Regions from separate parts of the Sus scrofa genome. Here region 2 is linked to region 1. The links are chromatin contacts, called in public HiChIP or PLAC-seq maps. All regions are on one chromosome and are shown on one strand. The core of a region is the stretch at or near the end of the contact, and the rest is flanking DNA. Distances in the headings are between cores, read along the strand shown. Region 1 holds the start of LPCAT4 (lysophosphatidylcholine acyltransferase 4). Region 2 holds the start of AVEN (cell death regulator Aven).

The links. HiChIP or PLAC-seq counts read pairs in DNA pulled down with a chosen protein or histone mark.
Region 2: an H3K27ac HiChIP or PLAC-seq map of alveolar macrophages shows a contact between it and region 1. The contact joins the promoter of AVEN here to the promoter of LPCAT4 in region 1. A contact is called at or near these places in 2 of 47 Hi-C or Micro-C datasets (heart right ventricle and skeletal muscle) and 1 of 2 datasets of contacts at active chromatin or transcription factors (alveolar macrophages).

Annotation. Positions count from the first base shown.
Region 1 is chr7:80,139,377-80,144,131 of Sscrofa11.1, forward strand. It overlaps LPCAT4 (lysophosphatidylcholine acyltransferase 4), which reads left to right and starts at 1,932. Exons shown (of 14, transcript NM_001145867.1): 1 at 1,932-2,047; 2 at 3,315-3,457; 3 at 3,700-3,920; 4 at 4,260-4,372; 5 at 4,490-4,550. The coding sequence starts at 1,934.
Region 2 is chr7:80,444,310-80,449,305 of Sscrofa11.1, forward strand. It overlaps AVEN (cell death regulator Aven), which reads left to right and starts at 3,028. Exons shown (of 7, transcript XM_021099909.1): 1 at 3,028-3,662. The coding sequence starts at 3,414.

The DNA.
Region 1 (4,755 bases), core at 682-3,181:
ACTGAAAAAAAAATGAAATTATAAATATATTGAAACTACCTTAGAAAACCCAAGACATACAGAACCAAGACAAACCTCCCCCTTTAAATAGCAGACAAAAAAATGAGTCTTATTTCCTAAAAATAAGAAATGGAGGACACAAAAAGTCCTTTGTGCCCAGGAGCCCCATAGGGCTTATTTTAGGAAATAAGCCTCATTCGGCCTCCATTACCTTCCATGAGTTCCAAAGGGCAGCTCTAACCTGGGAAGGGAGGGGTTATAGAGACAAGGGAGGAGCAGTGAAGAAACAATAGTGCAGCCTTGAGGCAGGGTCCTGATTCCCCTTCAAGGGAGACACATGACAGAATCTTCTTCAAGCTCTTTTTCAGAACTAAAACCCCAATAAATAGAAGATGTTAACTATTTCAAGCAGTCTTCATTCCAGGACCATTAGAACCTACCCCAGGGCCACTAAACACCAGCTTTGAAGAAGAATGCAAGCTTACACCTACCCTGATCCTTAACTGTGGCCCTATTTTCCACTCCCCAAACTGTAAAACCACCTCCTATTCTCTCCCAAGGGAGAGCACAGTCTTTAGGGCTTTAGCCTCCTGTAAAGCAAAGCAATAAAAGCTATTGCTTTTATAAAAATAAAAGCTATTTTTTTCTCCTTCACCCCAAAATCTGTCTCAACGTTTCTTCTAACTTAACTTTTCCCAGGTCCCCCATCCAATAAAAGATTAATGGTACTGGATGACCCAGGAGCCCACTGATCGTCCACTGTTCCCAAGACCTTCAGGAAATGCTGATTGACGGATACAGAAGAGAGAAATAAACAGGGTGAACTGAAAGCCACTACTTTCCACAAGCAATGAGGCTTCTATCTCCTTTTCCTCATGAGCATTATCTGATTGTGTTACTGGCTATGAATCTCAAAGTCTACCCCATTCCCTGATCTCACCATCCCCTGATGAAGGGGCTGACCAATTCATGAGTTTTCTGGGACAGCTTGGAGTTTGGGTGTGAAGGGTATTACTTTGTCCTCTCACAAAAAGGAAAGAAGGAAAGAAACTGAGTAAAGAGACTAGGAGGAAAAAGACGGCTGCGTTCGGGGTTGTCCTAGCTCTCTAGGTTCGCTAGCCAGGCCTTCTTGGGCCCTGGTAAGTATACGACCCCAGTCTTGATGGTTACTGGCACCTAGCGGGTTGGAAGAGTTCTCCATCAGCCCAGGCGGGGCTTCCCGGCACAGGTAGGACGAGGATGTCAGGAGCTGAGGCCCTATGTAGCCGCCAGAGGGCGCGAGCGCCTCAAGTCCACGCGCGATGGCGTCGACCCGACCAGGAAGGAAAGGTGGTCGGCCTACTAGAGGTGGCTTCGGTCCGCGAGCCCGCGGGGACAGCGGGGCCCCGCCTCGCCCGGGAGCTGCCGGTCTCCGCGCGCAACGCACCCGCCCTCGCATTCTGTTCCACCCGAGGGCCCCACCCCGATCTGCGCTTTGCTGGTTGACCTCGACGCCCGGGCGGGGTCGGAGGGCGTTCTAATCTCCTCGCCCACCTCGCGGCCCTAAACCCGGTCCGAGCCGGAGGCCTGCGCGAAGGAAGCAGCCAGATCTTCCTAGAGGAACGTCACAGGGCCAGGCCCGGGGGCACCCCGTAGGCGGGCGCGGCGCTCCATCACCCAGCCTCCTCGTAACAATGGCCCGGGGGGCTGCGGGCGAGGCGGCTGGCGCAGAGGAGCAGGGCCGCCGGGGCTCTGGAAACCCCGCCCCTCGACCAGCTCCCTGACAACGCGGGCCGGGCCGCGCCGCCTGCTCCCCGCCCCTCGCCGCCCCGCACCAGGCGGGGCCGGGGCCAGAGCGCCGCCGCCGCTGCCGCTGCTGCTGCAGCTTCTGCTCTGCAGAGAGGGGCCCGGGGCCGGGGTCAGGGAGCCCTCTCTCCCACCTTCTCCCGCCGCTATGAGCCAGGGAAGTCCGGGGGACTGGGCCCCCCTTGACCCCACCCCCGGACCCCCAGCGCCCCCCAACCCCTTCGTGCATGAGTTACATCTCTCCCGCCTCCAGAGGGTTAAGGTAAGGTGTGGGCGGGGGGCGTCGGGAAGACTCTTGGGAATAGAAAAGGCCTTTTGGAGCTCTGGCAATGATGGGGATGGGAATCCGGAAAGGAGGTGGGTGGATAGGCTAGCGGGGCGGGAGTCCGGGGGTGCGCACGTGGGGGCGGCGGGGCGGTGGGCGAGGAGTCCTGGAGAGAACACGGGCTTAGGTGATCGGCAAGCTCGGAGGTGTGTGAGAATTGACTAGGTGAGGATGGTGGACTGCCGGGGACCCAGAGGTAGGGTAGATGGAGGACACTGAAGACTGCGGATTACATCCTGCGGAGGCCGATGGGCTAGGATGGAGTTGGAGGCTACGGATAGCCGCGGGTGGGGGCAGGGGCCTGCTGAGAGCTTCTGCGTGGTTGTGACTTGGAGGAGGTTTCTGGGCCCGGAGCCTGCACCCCCTGTGCCCTTCCAACAACCCCTCTTCACCCCGCCGCCCCCCCCTCCCCGCACCACCCCCACCCCCCGCACTGCAGCACCTCCTGGTGGGGGTTGGAAGGAGGTTGTGAAGGGGGTTGGCTACAGGAAGTGGAGGGCCGGACCAGCCTGGGGAAGCTGGGGAGTGGAGTGGTGTGAGAAGGGAGTGTCCAAGGTTTCTTTTGCCTCCGCCTCGCCTCCGCTGTCGCCGGCTCCTGGGGCTAGGTTTGTTTACCTGCCCTCTCCCCGGGGCAGCCCTTGGAGTCACGCTGGCTCCTGGCAACCCCTACCCCGTGGAGTAGGGCCGAGCTCCTCTTCTCTCTCCCATCCTTCAGTACTGAGGGATGCTGCTCCTGCTGGGCAGAACCAGAGACGGTCGAGGGTCTGAAAAGTGGACCTCTCTGAGTGTTCCACTCCCCTGCACCCCACCTCGGGCCCAGAGTGGAAAGAATGGTGCCCCTGATTTTTGTTAGACATAGGAGCTATTTATAGAAGGGGATGTGATGAAAAAGAACTGTCTCTAGCCTGTTCTACATAGAGCACAGGGCTGGGCATTTTAACACTGGTTAACATTAAAGCCTCTTAACAGCCTCAGTTGTATAGGTGTGGTGGGGACAGACTGAAAGACAGAAAAATGAGGCCTCTGATCCTATTGGTATCTTCATCCCACCTTGGGTTCCAATCCCATCTCCTGTTCCACACGACTTGCCGTCTGATCTCCAGGGGTGATGGTCCTTTGCTCTGGGTCCATCCTTGTGGGAGAGGGGAAGACTGGAGGAAACATCTCAGAGCCCTGAAGTGGCCTTCTCTCCCACCCTCTGCAGTTCTGCCTTCTGGGGGCACTGCTGGCCCCCATCCGAGTGCTTCTGGCCTTTATCGTCCTCTTTCTCCTCTGGCCCTTTGCCTGGCTGCAAGTAGCTGGCCTTACTGAGGAACAACTTCAGGAGCCGATTACAGGATGGAGGAAGTAAGTGAGGGGCCCCAGAGACCCAGATTTTCACTCCTCTTCCCTGCTGTCCATTCTGCTCCCTCTTTGAGAAGAAGAGGAGGGAGGGTTCTGAAACTCCCACCCAGAATGGTCCCAGAGTAACCAGAGACATCAGCCCTTTGCCAGAGTAATAGAGGGCAAAAGAAGGGCACCTGCTTTCCTGGGTGTGTGAGAGAGGGGCGGGATCTCTGCTTGCATTGATGCCGAGCCTTGCCCTGCAGGACCGTATGCCACAATGGGGTGCTGGGCCTCAGCCGTCTGCTCTTTTTCCTGCTGGGTTTCCTCCGGATCCGAGTTCGGGGCCAGCGGGCCACTCGCCTTCAAGCCCCTGTCCTAGTTGCCGCCCCCCACTCTACTTTCTTTGACCCCATTGTTCTGCTGCCCTGTGACCTGCCCAAAGTTGTGTCTCGAGCTGAGAACCTTTCCGTTCCTGTCATTGGAGGTGAGAGATTAAGAGGGGTGAACAACTCTGGGCAAAAACACACAGGAATCGGATATTCTGGAGAGAGCGGGGAGGGAGAAGTTAGAAAGGACGGCAACTGATGCTGGGGAATGAAATGCAAATTAACACCGTTTATGAAACAGCCTCTTAGACTTTGACCTCTGTGCGAATTAGAAGGGAGCAGGGAGCTCTGGTTAGTTCCCTAAAAGGACAACACACCAAAAAAAGGAGGGTCCCCCACTGAGGAGCATCTCCTACTGTTGAGGAAGGGGAGGCTGCGGGTGTTCCTGCGTCTGGGTAGAGACCAAGTGTCGCCTTGTACCCTCTCTGGACCCCCAGCCCTTCTTCGCTTCAACCAAGCCATCCTAGTATCCAGGCATGACCCAGCTTCCCGGCGCAGAGTGGTGGAGGAGGTCCGTAGGCGGGCTACCTCAGGAGGCAAGTGGCCGCAGGTGGGTAAAAGGGTCTTCAGATCACCTCACCTTTTATGTGCTCCCAAAGAGACTTCTCTTTTCTCTCCTCCCCTTCCACCCACATCATTCTGTCTGGTCCCTTGGTTTTCTCCCCAGGTATTATTCTTTCCTGAGGGCACCTGTTCCAACAAGAAGGCTCTGCTTAAATTCAAACCAGGTAAGTAAAACAGTGATAGATGGTAGAACGGTAGGAAAAAGCCCCAGATTTGGAGAGAGACTCTGGAGTAACCCAAGGAGTGGAGGGGTGAGGGAGGAAGGAAGACAGGAAACCTCCTACCTGGCGCTGAAAAAACACCGGGAGTCAGAAAATTCTAAATGAAATGGAACCATGCCAAATGTCATTGCAGAGCTGTTCCAGACCC
Region 2 (4,996 bases), core at 1,778-4,277, 310 kb after region 1:
CATTTACTTCATAGGAATATTAATGAAGGTTAACTAAGTTAGTATGCTGGAGAATCCGACTGCAGCAGCTTGGGTTGCTGTAGAGGTGCAGGTTTGATTCCTGGCCTGGGGACTTCCATAAGCCTTGGGTGAGGCAGTAAAAAAAAAAAAAAAAACTTAGTTTGTGATTGCACAGGCAAAAAGTAAATGTTAAACAAATATTAGCTCTTACTCTGCACAAACAAGTCTGTGTCCTAACAAAGTTGGCTTAATCTGAAACTCACTTATCTTTTCAACTTCATAATTTTGGAAGCTTCTTGGGGGATAGTTATATAGTTAAATCAATTTGTGCTGGTGGCTCTCATCCAGGGTGATTTTGCCTCTTGGGACAAGTGTCTGGTTGTCACATCTTGCGAGGGAAGGGTCCACTTAGCAAGTAGAGGCTGGGGATGCTGTGAAATTCTGCAATGCACAGAACAAGCCACTACCACTACAGAAACTGGTCCAGCCCTACATGTGCCAAAGTTAAGAAGCCCTGATTTGTGCTGTCTTGGTGAGAGCCCGAATCTGTGCTATGCTGATAAATATTTAACAACCTGTTTTTGCCCCCACTTCCAACAAAGTCCTGATTTGCAGAAAATTGCCAATGGCTGTGGTATAAAAAGTCCCACTTTTTCAAGCAACCAACTTCATGTCACTGCATGTAGGATTAGGAAGAGATAATGTACCAAATCGGTATAGTTCCTAGCCACACAGGGGATGAGGGCCCAGGCTGTCCAGTGGCTTCTCCTTTTAGTTCCTTTGTAGGGGTGCAGAGGAAAGGATGAAACTTTTGTTACTATTCCCATCTTCCTGTTTAGTGTTTCTTTAGGGGTGGGATTATGAATTTGAGAGTTTAGCATGAGGATGAATAACTTAATCCTGAGTACCTCTGATGGTCTTAATTTCACCAGACAAGGGGAAAAAGGGGGGGGGGGCAATAGGATGTGGAGAAATAAAAGGGAAAGGCTGGAAAAGAGGGAAAAGGAAAATTGATGTACTGTATGAGAATAGTGTCTGTTGACAAAAATGTTAACTATTAAATAACAGGAAAATATGAAATGTTTAAAAAATACTATTATCCTCACACACATCCTCCCCAACCCTGTATTTCCTCTTGGCTAGTGGTATCATTAATAACCTGGTCATTGAAGCAAAACACATGGGAAATCACCCCTGCTTCTCACCCTGACAAGTGGACAATGAAGTCTATCAATTCTCTCCTATCTGTCCTATTATCTTTCTTTTGGGTCTTAATTTAGGCCCTAATTATTTGTGACTTGGATTCTTCCAGTAGTTTCCTAATGGTTGCCTAGAATTCTGATTCTCCTCTACAGAATGGTTTTGAGCAGAGCGGTTAGCTGCACAGAGTCTGAGGCCAGACTGTCCTGGGTTTGTTTACTAGCTGTGTGATTTTTTGAAGTTACTTCTTTTATACCCTCATCATTGAAATAGGGACCACACTAGTACTACCAAATAGGGCTGCTGTGAGGTTTTAAGACAGTGCTGCATGGGAGATACTTAGAACCATGCTGTGTTAAGATTGTTTCTCTCCAGTTTACAATCCTTCACTGGTTCCCTACTCTCACCTATGAACCTAGCAAACTCCTGCTCAACATCAGGCCTTGGGGTCTGTTTCTCATGAAGCCCGAGGCTATTCATTTAGGCAGCTAACTTTTCTTCCTTTGGGCCTTCACCTTGGACCTCTCATTGCCCTCAGCACACTAGTTTAATCACCTGTTTACAGTTTCCTTCCTTGTAGGAAGTGAGCTATTTGAGAGCAAGGACAGAGCCTTTTTACTTTTTTTAAAAAATCTTCAAGGAGTTCCCATTGAGGCGCAGCAGAAACGAATCTGACTAGGAACCATGAGGTTGCGGGTTCGAACCCCGACCTTGTTTACTGGGTTAGGGTTCTGGTGTTGCCATGAGCTGTGGTGTAGGTCACAGACGGGGCTCGGATCTGGCATGGCTGTGGTTGTGGCATAGGCCAGCAGTGGTAGCTCCGATTCGACCCCTAGCCTGGGAACCTCCATATGCCATGGGTGCAGCCCTAAAAAAAAAACTTCAAGATCAAGCACTCAGCCTAACACAGAATGGACAATTAGAAGCAATGAATAATGTTAACTATATATGGATGTAAGACAGGACAGAAAGGACTGGCAAGAAAACACTTGATTTGCAACACTGATTTGATCTCTTAGCCCTTCTTTGTATTGTGTTTATGTGGTTTCTGTAATACATAGTAGTTAACAATGGCTCCCACATATCCATATAACCAACTGTCCTTTTCCCCCTTGGCTAAAACACTAGATCCATATGATGGACTACTTACTGCTTAGCAATAAAAAGGAACAAACTATTAAAACTTAAAACACAGGTGAGTCTTGGAATTCTCTGGTGACCTAGTGGTTAAGGATTCAGCATTCTCACTGCTGTGGCTCCGGTTTGATCCCTGGCTCTGGAACTTCTGCATGTTGAGGGCGTAGCCAAAAAAACCGAACATGGGTGAGGCTCAAACATTTCTACTAAGTAAGTGACAGACACATACATGAATAGACTGCTGTCAGCCTGCCAGAGTTAGAATGGCAGTTCCATCACTACCCAGCTGTGTCACATTAGGCAAGTGGTTTAACCTCTCCAGGGCTATTATCAGCAAAACAAGAACAACAGCAGTACTTGCCTCATAGGCCTGACAGGAGAATTAAATGCTCATGTGCTCAATAAGTGTGCGCTAAAGCAGTCATTTCTACAGTTCTCTTGAGGACAGGCTGCACTGTTCTCTCTACTCCCAGCTGCTTGCATCCCATACTTCTCACCTCAGACTGCCCCCCCCCCGCCTTTCCTCCATACCTTCTACCTAACCCTGACTTCAGTATAACTTTAATGATGACACATATTCATTCTTGAAGATAAGGAGACTAAACAGAAAAAGAGGAAGAATTAACTCACTGGAAGTCTCACCGTACAGTTAACCACTAGCGACATTTTGCTATATACTTTTTAAGACCGCTTCTTATGCAGCTACGCCATAACTATCTATTCTTTTAATAAAAAATCGAGTTCATATTACACAAACTGTTTTATAACCCGTCTTTTACTTACTACGGTCCCTCCCCCAGACCTTCCTTGCCCCCGCCTTTTCAGGTCCCACTGGTCGGATCTTTTCTCTGAACCCCTGGCTCTTCCCAGCCCCGGTTCCGGCTCCACCTGACAGGACCGGGGGCCCGCCCCGCCCCCGCCGCGGCCGGCTTCCAGCCCCGGCCCCGCACCCCGCGCTCGCTGCCACCCGGGGCCCGTCGCTCGCGGCTCCTCCGTGCGGCCCGTTTCCGGTGGGGGCAAGGGCGTCTCCGCGGCTGCCCGACTCCTGCGTGCTCAGCACCGCCGGCGGCGGCCAGATGCAGGCGGACCGAGGAAATCGGGGAGGCCGGGGTCGGCGACCCGGCCGCGGCCGGCCCGGCGGGGATCGCGACCGCGAGCGGGCGGCCACTGCAGCGGCGGTGGCGAGAGGCGGCGGCGGCGGGGATGGAGGCGGCCGGCGGGGTCGCGGCCGGGGCTTCCGGGGCGGCCGCGGAGGCCGAGGAGGAGGCGCTCCGCGAGGCGGCCGCCGGGAACCGAGAGGCCGGGGCGCCGAGGTCAGCGCGCCGGTAAGAGGCGACGGCCGGTGGGACCGGGGCGGGTGGGGCTCCGGGCCACGAGTCTGAAGCGGCGAGCGGCGCGCGGGGCTTGCGTGAGTTGGGCTGCGGCGGCGCCTGCGCGGCTCGGGCGGAGGACTGCGGGGGCGCGCACCGGGGTGTGCACGTGGCGCTGGCGGCTGTGTTCCGATCGCCTCCTCTGCGCTGGGCTGACCTGGAGGGTCAGGTCCGTGGACTTCCCCACCCTTCCCAAGGGGTCCTGGCCCCGTCATTAAAGGACCCAGCGACCGCGGCTCTGTGTTGGCGCCGCAAGTCTAGGGGGCCCCTTGGGTTTGGGTGAGGTGTCAGTATGATTAACCCTTGTGGGGTGCGGGCAGCCAGGACTTGTGCTCCAGGTGCCTTACCTTACGGTTGACATTTCTGTTATTAGAGGGAAGGGATTTTAGGGTCAGTTTTGTTCACTGCCTGTGCAATGCTTGGCAAACAGTAGGCGCATAATAAATTTTTATTGCATGAATGACCCCAGTGGACTGGACTCTTAATATTTGGGGACGGGATCAGATGCATAGTTCTCTTTTTAAATAGCATAGTTCTCTTTTTATTAATATGTGTGGAAATCTGGGGCCAGTGGCCTTTGTCTATCGGAATTCCCAATCTGTAAATGTTTCCGCAGTCAGGTCTCAATTTTAGTAACAATATTCACACATTCATAATTGGAAATGTCTTATAGCTTGGAGCAGGGAACGATTTGGGGCACATTTTTACTGATATTCTAGCTAAAGGAGTTAAATTACTGTCTTTATGAGCTGTTCTGCTGTTATTTTAACACTTGTAGTACAAAACTGTCTTTAAATTTTGAATTCTCATGGCATAGAGTAAAAAATTATTGTAGTTTTTGGTTGAGTTAAAATTTCCCATTACTGAAGTAGTATCTTAAGGGCATAGCAGGTAAGATGTCCCTAAAGATAGTAGTTGCATACAGAATAGAGTTGGAAAAAAAAATCATAGAACTTAAGTGCAGCATATTTAACCTTGTTAGGATAAAAGTAGGTATTGAGTAAAATTTTAGTGAAATATGAAGAAATTAGAATCAGATCACCAGGAAATAAAGGGAGCTGACCAGTCTAGCAAACACCATGTTATCACATTTTGCCTTTATAACATTATTTACATATATGTAAAACATTATTACAACTTACTCTTTTTAGCAACCTGAAGTTGTTTAAACAACTTTATAACAATTTTATTTTATATATACTTTATAATTATAAAATATTCATTTTCATAGGTTAACTGACTTCCTTAAGCTGCCATGGCTGGTGGCAGAGCTGACTTTACACCCAGCT